Regions from separate parts of the Sus scrofa genome. Here regions 1 and 2 are each linked to region 3. Evidence: chromatin contacts called from public HiChIP or PLAC-seq data. All regions are on one chromosome and are shown on one strand. The core of a region is the stretch at or near the end of the contact, and the rest is flanking DNA. Distances in the headings are between cores, read along the strand shown.

Evidence for each region. HiChIP or PLAC-seq counts read pairs in DNA pulled down with a chosen protein or histone mark.
Region 1: a contact with region 3 is called in an H3K27ac HiChIP or PLAC-seq map of alveolar macrophages. The contact joins the promoter of KRCC1 here to the promoter of CHMP3 in region 3. A contact is called at or near these places in 2 of 2 datasets of contacts at active chromatin or transcription factors (alveolar macrophages and skeletal muscle).
Region 2: a contact with region 3 is called in an H3K27ac HiChIP or PLAC-seq map of alveolar macrophages. The contact joins the promoter of MRPL35 here to the promoter of CHMP3 in region 3. A contact is called at or near these places in 1 of 5 promoter capture datasets (liver) and 1 of 2 datasets of contacts at active chromatin or transcription factors (alveolar macrophages).

Annotation. Positions count from the first base shown.
Region 1 is chr3:57,926,676-57,929,599 of Sscrofa11.1, forward strand. It overlaps KRCC1 (lysine rich coiled-coil 1), which reads left to right and starts at 1,588. Exons shown (of 4, transcript NM_001243946.1): 1 at 1,588-1,839.
Region 2 is chr3:58,573,745-58,576,444 of Sscrofa11.1, forward strand. It overlaps MRPL35 (39S ribosomal protein L35, mitochondrial), which reads right to left and starts at 1,366. Exons shown (of 5, transcript XM_003124936.4): 1 at 1,236-1,366. IMMT (MICOS complex subunit MIC60) reads left to right here and starts at 1,431. Exons shown (of 13, transcript XM_021087287.1): 1 at 1,431-1,623. The coding sequence starts at 1,579.
Region 3 is chr3:58,205,427-58,208,207 of Sscrofa11.1, forward strand. It overlaps CHMP3 (charged multivesicular body protein 3), which reads left to right and starts at 1,495. Exons shown (of 6, transcript XM_003354734.4): 1 at 1,495-1,727. The coding sequence starts at 1,683.

The sequences.
Region 1 (2,924 bases), core at 338-2,837, 280 kb before region 3:
AGAACAGATAGCTCATGTGCATTCATATAACGGACATTAAGAGAGATGAGAAAGGGAATGAATCAGAACCTCACATCTCAGCAGAGGTTAAAATCAAAAACTAATGTTGAGTTGAAAAAAAACAAAGTGCAGGAGAAAAAACAGTATGCATATTAACATTTATGTAAAGTTTTATATCATGCAAAACAATACTTCATGTTACTTAGAGATACATACATATGTAGTAAAAATATAAAGAAAGACATGAAAATGAGAAATGCTGAATTCAGGATAGGATTTACTTCTGAGGGGAGGAGGAGTTCATTAGGCAGTAGGAAGAGGGTGTTTCAGGAAGAAGTAGCAGATACAATAAACTGAGTTATGTAATAGCAGGGTATTTACAAGAATCAATAAAAGTTTAATGTTGTTGAATCACAAAGTGAAAGGGTGGGGAAGTGAGAACACTAGGAAGATAATGAGATCAGGGAGGTGCACAGAAGCCCAGAAGTAGTATTCATGTGGGACTTTCTCCAACAGACAACTGGAGCCAGAAATGACTTCCACATAGAACCCTTTGGTAGACTGGAACGGTGAAATCAGGAAGAATGGTAAATTAGGTAGCTATTGCCATGGTTCTAACAAAAGATGATGGGAACCTGAAATTAGTCAGCGGTTGTATTACAGGAAAGGAGAGCTTACCCAAGAGAAACTTTTGCACAATGCACAGGGGACATGCCCATCAACAGGAAAAGGGGTGTAACACTGTATAGCAGTGAAATGAATAAATAACATTTATGTGCAACAGCTTGGATGAGTCTCAAAACATTGAGTGAAAGAAGCCCTGCTAGAGAAAGACATAAATCTTATAAAATTAAAAAACAATCTAAAAATTTTCCCCAAGCAGGAGTTCCCATCGTGGCTCAGTGGTTAATGAATCTGACTAGGAACCATGAGGTTTCAGGTTTGATCCCTGGCCCTGCTCAGTGGGTTAAGGATCTGGCATCGTTGCTGTGGCTGTAGTGTAGGCCAGCAGCTACAGCTGCTATTCGACCCCTAGCCTGGGAACCTCATATGCCGCGGGAGCGGCCCAAGAAATGGCAAAATGACCAAAAAAAGAAAAAAATTTCCCCAAGCATACATGTGATAAAGATATATACATATGTAAAGAAATGATGACTACAAACCAGGGTAGTGATTTCTTTGGGAGACAGGGAACAAGAGGATGAGATGAACGTGTGTATGTATATACACGTATACTGAGAGAGCCAAGGGAGAGAAAAAGGTCATTTATGCTGCAATGATGACAGCATATCACCACCAAAGATTTTGCTTAATCTACTGTGTATCAAAGACTCTTAACAAACTTTAAAAAGGTAAAGCAGGAAATCATGATTTTTCAGATATTCTGGAGGTAGAAACCGCAGATTTCCAAACTTTTTTCTTTGTTGGTTTTAGATTTCCCCCCGCCACCGCCCGAAGTGAGTAGCAGTGAGGAGAGCTTCGGCCAGGTTAAAACAGAGTCCCGGAAGAAGGGGACCGAGGGGGCGGAGCAAACAAGAAGGCGGGGCTAAAAAGGCTCTCTGAGAGTAGGGTGACTGCGCAAGCGCAGTGGCACGCCCCGCCGCCGCCATGGCGCGGGCGCTGTCCAGTCAGTCGCTGGTGGTGGTGGTGGCTACTTCCCTTCAGGAAGCCCGGTCTCCGCCCCCTCCTCCCACCCCGTCTGCTCCGCGGCGGAGGCGGCGGTGGCGGCAGCGGTTGTCCCTGCCTCTCCGCCACCTCCACCTCAGCCTATCCCCCGACCGGTGGCGTTGGCGGGGAGGGGGGCCGTAGTTGTAGACGGCCGCCCCTGCCTCAGAGAAGGTGAGTTCCCGCCCGGCAGCGGGAGCGGCCTCGGCCTTCAGCCGCTCGATCCCCCAGCCCGGTAGAGGCCGGGCGCGCCCAGAGAGTGCGAGATGGCCGACCCGGACAGGGCTACGCTCCCCTCCCCACTCGCAGCCCCGGGAAAGGGCCGCCGGGGCCCCAGCACGGAGCGCGGCGGGAGCGGGGACGCCTCCGCTGCCGGGAAGTTGAAGTTGGAGTGGGAGAGAGGCGGCCAGGTCGAGGCCGTGGATCTGGAGTGTCAGGGAGAGGGAAGGGGGTTGAGGAGGACACCCCGAGATCAAGGGGACAGAGACACGGAGAGAAAAGGCTCCAGACGTGGAAGGGCGTAGACCTGCGCTGGGCGAAATTCAGCATCCTACAAAGTAGAGCCCTCACGCGGAGGGAGAAGTGAAATTTGGCCACAGTAGGAAGTAAACACGGGAGCTTCAAGTTGCGGAGGCCCTGGAGGAAGGGAAGAGGGGGTGAGGTATTTGAGGGATTACTTTGCAGAGTTTTCCTTAGCTTTTGAGGATAACACCCTGTAAAACAAGCTTCTAAGATTTACGGGCCTATTGTAGTAGTCGTCTGAATTTAAATTTGTATCTACCAGAGTCAAAGATAATACAGCAGGACATCAGAGAGGCAAAAACAGCTTTTATTCAGTAACTGCAGTAGGGAAAGAGCTGAGCTCCATTCCGATTTGCGCAGAGGTGACGGGGTTTTAGAGGGAAAATGAAGGAAGGGGTTCAGTAGAGTCAGGAAAGCGCAAAATTACCTAGGTTTGGGCAGTGTCCGTGCACTTAGGCGAGCTGTGTCATCTTGTGGAAGTGAGGATTCACTTTTCCCACAGACTGGGAGACCCCAGGCCCTGCCTTTTCTGATAATTACACTTTAAAAGGATGGCTTTCAGATCTTTGAGAAAGACATTCCTGAGTTGTGGGGGGTACACATATATCTCAAAGGGACAGAGGAAGAATTAACAAACAATTGTAAACCCTTTTTAGTAACTACTCTAAAAAAGAGAGGTCAGGGCCTTATATTCAGGTGTTGGCTAGAACAAACAATAAATGCCTTTTGACAGCCCT
Region 2 (2,700 bases), core at 116-2,615, 370 kb after region 3:
AGGACTTTATTAAATGACAAAAACTATAGAAATTAATTTTGGAGTTTGAAATCTTGAAGATGGAAAAGTTGCTAATGATATTGAGGCCCAACGCTGTGCCATACATGGCTGGAGGAGATGTTCATTGACATTGAGAGGTTTATGGCCAAGGTGTTAGAAAAGTCATCACACTGGCGTCAGCTAGCATGAGAGCAGTGGGCAGGGATGGGCTGGCAGGGCTGCCGTTTAATTGTTAAAATTACTAAAAAAAAAAAAAAGTGGGCGACTGCTCTTGAGGCTAAGTGATGGCAATGTGAAATATCAAGTATAATGTAATTACAAAATTATTCGGAAAAGCAGTAAACCTATACAAACATAAGTAATCATTTGATTTTAGATAATTTTATTTTTCTGTTTTTTGGACTTTTAGGGCTGCATTGGTGGCATATGGAGGTTCCCAGGCTAAGGGTCTAATGGGAGCTGTAGCTACCAGAGCCATACCAACGCCAGATCCCAGTCTGTGATCTACACCGCAGCTCACAGCAACGCCGGATCCTGAACCCACTGAGGCCAGGAATTGAACCCGCAACCTCATGGTTCCTAGTTGGATTCGTTTCCGCTGCGCCCCAACGGGAACTCCTTAGATAATTTTCAAAGTCACTTCTTTACAAATGGGATTCAGTAGCGTTGTCTACCGCTAGGGAGAACTACAATGAACTATCTAGTTAAGACTTGAAGTACCTTACACACGCAATAGATAAGTTATTTAGTTTCTATGATATTGTGATAAGATCATTACTAGTACTAATAGTATTGAATAGTGTTCAATATTTAACATATGTTTCCGTGATTACAGAATCGGTGGAATGCTTTGAACAGTGTTTCTGCACTGACTTCATCTCACAGATTGTGGCCAAAATTATCTTTTTAAAATACAAACTTGGTGGAGAAAGCAGTGTGGTTTAATATGGAAGGAGTAGAGACTGTGGAACCTGAAGAATCAGGGTCCCTATCCCTTCTCTGCTATTTATTAGATACATGAACAAATAATTTTGCACAAAGGTCTCCTCAGTGTTCTCTCACCCAGCCTCTCAAAAGCATGACTCCCTGAAGGACTGTCAAACAAAACAAACGCGGAAACCGAGACACTACCGTCGTTTACGTAACTTTGGGCAAATCCATTCCTTTCTACGAAATATCCAGCCGACGGAAAAGGCTGAGCCACTTTCCTGCTAGAATTCTCCGAAGAATCACACCTGCTCAGTTTTCGCAGGAACCGAAGCCCCAGTTTCCGACGTCCTCCAACCGGTTCAGTTCACCTAGTACCCTGGGCTTCCCGCTACAGACCAGAACCCGAAGCGCAACCCGGAAAGAGAAAGCGCCCTTTCCGTCCCGACAGAGCCCAGCCTCTCGGAGGGGCTTGGACAGGGGCAACAGGAGGTTGCGCATGCGCAGTGGCGGTGGCTGCCCTTCCGGTACGCAGGGCGCGGACAGGCGGCACGGACGCAAGCACGCTTGCGCGCGCGCACGGTCTCCCCTTCTCGCGCCGCCGCCGCCCCTGCTCTCACTTAGACCCGCAGCGCCGTCCGCCGCGCCGAGATGCTGCGGGCCTGTCATTTATCCGGCGTGACCTCCACCGCCCAGGTAAGGATCAGGGCGCCGGAAGAGAGTGTGTGGTGACGGGCAACCTACTGAAAGTGGGGGAGGCTTTGTCTCTGCCTAGGCCCGGGGACAAAGGCGTGTCTCAGGGCCGCCTTTATCGCGAGAGTGTCGGGTGGGCCCGTGAAGCAGTTAATTCGGGAGTTTGCCAGACTGGGATGACTTGAGGGTTATTGCTGAGCGGGATGGGGCATGAGGAGAAGGTGGCGGGGAGGCGGGCATAGGACGGGAGGCACGGCCTAGGGGACGTGCCATCCAATCAGCCCTGCGCTGCCCCAGTCTAGGACCAATCGAGGCTACTGGCGCTCGGGTCGCCGGTTGGGCGCGTGATAGGTTTCGCACAGTCGGTGGTTGAAGGTCGACAGGGAAAAACTACACTTCCCAGCAGGATACGCACAGCCTTGTCTTATTGCATCTTAGTAAGGCCGTTCTTGGACTGCTGGAGTCCGCGTTTTAGGGGTCAAGGTTGTAATTATCACGGAGGAGGGATTGCCCTTCTTTTTGTAGCTGAGAACACCTCTTGAGCTCTTCGTTCTCTGAACAAAAATGAAAGGTTGTAGTTTATGGAGCTCGAACTCTTGGTGCTCAAGGAAGGTTAGGCGACATGACCTTGTGCTCATTTCTGAGATTAGCCTGTGTCTCCAGGTGCTGGGACAACTTTGGCACACATTCAAGGAGGTTAGAAACCCAGTTCCTTTTATTTCTGCATGATTGTCAAAGTAATTTGCTAAAATTAAAAATAAAAAAGGTAAACCTATTCCCACTGCTCACAATTAAAGAAAATTGGTATTTTGGCAAAATGTGATGTTGCAAAACAGGTACTGTGACTCATGCAATTGAGCAAAATCCCTAGACATAGTGAGTTAGAAATCATAAAAATCAAACTTAATTTTTTCTTTCAAGTTTTCTTATTTCCCTTTCATTTTAAGGGTAAGAGAAGCAGCCTCTTCCATAGGAAAGTGGGGTGTGTGTTGGTTTTCTATTGCTATATAACAAATGCCACATATTGAGCAGCTTAAAACAAAACCGTTTCTGGACATGAATGGGGTTCTCTGCTATGGT
Region 3 (2,781 bases), core at 245-2,744:
TGTAACTAAGTTCATTTCTATCACTTTTTTAGATTCAACATATAAGTGATATCACATAATATTTGTCTTTGTCTGATTTACTTCACTTACTATGATAATCTCTAGGTCAAACCATGTTATTGTAAATGGCATTATTTTATTCTTTTTTTATGGCTGAGTAGTACTCCATTTTGTGTGTGTGTGTGTGTGTGTGTGTGTACACATATGCATGCACACCCCACATCTTCTTTATCTATTCTGTTCGACATTTAGGTTGCTTCTATGTTAAAGTGTCCAATTTTTGATATTGCATATATGTGTGAAACCACCCCCACAAACAACATATTATCCATCACCCCCCAAATTTTCCTTATGTCTCTTTGTAATCCCTCTTTGCCACCTCTTGGGAAACCAACCCCTGTCTCCTAACAACCAATAATCTACTTTCTGCCATTATAGATTAGTTTGCATTTAGTAAAACGTCACATAAATGAAATCATACAGAATGTACACTTTTTTGGGGGGGCTTCTTTCACTCAGCAAAATTATTCTGAGATTCACCCATGCTGTTGCATGTATCAACAGTTTCTTTTTTTATTGTCAAGTAGTATTCCACTGTACGGATCTAGCACAATTATTTTATCCATTCTCCTGTTGAGATGGACATTTGGATTACTTCCATTTCTTGGCAATTACAAATAAGGATACTTGTATAAGTCTCTGTAAGGACGTGTTTCCCCCCCCTCTTGGATAAATAGCTGGCTGTGGAATGGCTTGAGATAAACGTTTATTATTTAAACAACTTGCTAAAATATTTTCAGAATGGTTGTATCATTTTCCATTCCCACCAGAGATGGGAGTTGGGGTTGAGGCACTAAATGAGTGGATGCTTCACCATCAGCAAAGGAAGTAATTGTTGGTTCAATCAGGCTGCCCAGTAAAATGCGACCAGTCCTTTTTCGTCACAGATTCCTTTGAGAATTTGATTAAGGTTATGGTCTGCGTGGATTGAAGGACCACACAAGCACACACACAAATGGCTGGTAGGAATCATCCACGTTGGAAATGGCGATGGCCTGCACAAAGCTGTGACATTTGGCATTAGAAGGCTGGAGTTAAAAAAAAAAAAAAAAGTTACAGTTGTTGGGACCTGGTAAGAGGTGGAGAAGAGATGATACCCAGGTTTAGTGACTTAGTGATGGCAGAGACAACATAGGGAAGGAGAAGGTCCGGCGGGAGGAAGAAGAGGTCACTGCTGCCTTGCTACAAGTAAGGTACCTACGGGACAGAAGGGTGAAGCTGTTCGGAAAGTGGTTGTAAAAGTACCTTGTTGGTAAAGATAAAGAATTCCGGCGCAACAATACAGCGCGAGCAACGCAGCTGTAATCACCAGGTGCAGTCAATAAAATCGCATCTTTCGGAGGAATCACCTCCCAGGCCTAAGAAAACACAGCTAACTCGTCACGTGGGTCAGCAAATCCCCTCCCAGCAAGTGCGCAATCGCGTCAATCTTTCAGCGTTGACTCCGCCGACCTAAATCTGCGCATGAGTTCGGCGCATGCGCACCAGGACCCCAGCGGCCGCTCCCGACTCCGGGCGTCCAGCCTCCTCTTCCCTAACCCGCCCCGCCCAGGCGGCTGCCCGTGACCTGCCTGGGCGCAGGGAACGGAGAGCCGGAAGGGGCAAGACGAGTTCAGTTCACCATGGGGCTGTTTGGTAAAACCCAAGAGAAGCCGCCCAAAGAGCTGGTAAGGGCTACGGCGGCGGCACTGAGTGGGTGGGTTTGTAAGGGCTCAGTGGAGTTGGTGGTGGACTGGACCTTCTTTCCCCGCGGCTGGCCAGGTACCGCTCGGCCCCCATTTCCGGGGCCTCCCACTCGGTCGAGGGGCCGGAGGAAGTCTCTTAGGAGCCAGTTGTGGCGAAAGAAAACCTCTGTACCACAGCGCTCCGCAGAGGAGCCGAGGGCTAGGTTAAGAGTTATGCAGGCTCGGCACGGGGCGCGGAGGCAGCAGCGCCGTCCTGGCCTCTGGAACCCCTTCCTCTGCCGGCGTTGGTACGTCCCTCCCGGAACCTATCCCGGGCGCAGGCCCCGCCCCCCTCAGTCCGCCCACGGGCATGGGCGTACCTGCCCGTAGCAGGTGAGCTGTCCTCGAGGACCCCCTTCCCGATCACGGAGCGGTATAGGCGCTTGCCGCCCTTTCCCCACACAGTGCGGCGTGTTGAGAGGTAGGCTCTGGTTCTCATTCCGCTTCCCAACAACGTTATGTTGACACCAACCGCACAGTCATAGCCCAGACCCCACTTCGAAGAGTGGTACCGAAGATAATAACTCTGGACCTGGCTTAGAGTTCTGAATCTGCCTGTCAGCTGAGATCACGTCGGGATACTGTGGAGCGGTTGAGAGTGCCCTGCAGAGGCAGTGTGCCTAACTTTGAATCCTGGTTCTCCACATAATCAGCTTTGTGATCTAAGGAAATTTCATCTCTGTGTGCCTCAGTCTTGGATATCAAGCAGGAATATAATAGTATCACTTCGGACTCACTGAAGGCGAAAGCATGATAAGTTTTAGCTACTGGTGCTAGTTAGGATAAATTATATATTCTACAACCCTCTAAAGTGCAGACCAACAGCATCAGCAGCATCAGCATCACCTGGCAGCTTGTTAAAAAAATCTTGGTTCCTGTCTAAGATCTATTGAATCATAACGTTAATTCTGACAAGAGCGCCAGTGGTAAATATTTATGTTAAAGTGTCAGAAGCTTTACAGTACCCAGGTTAGACTTATACATAATGGAAAAAAAG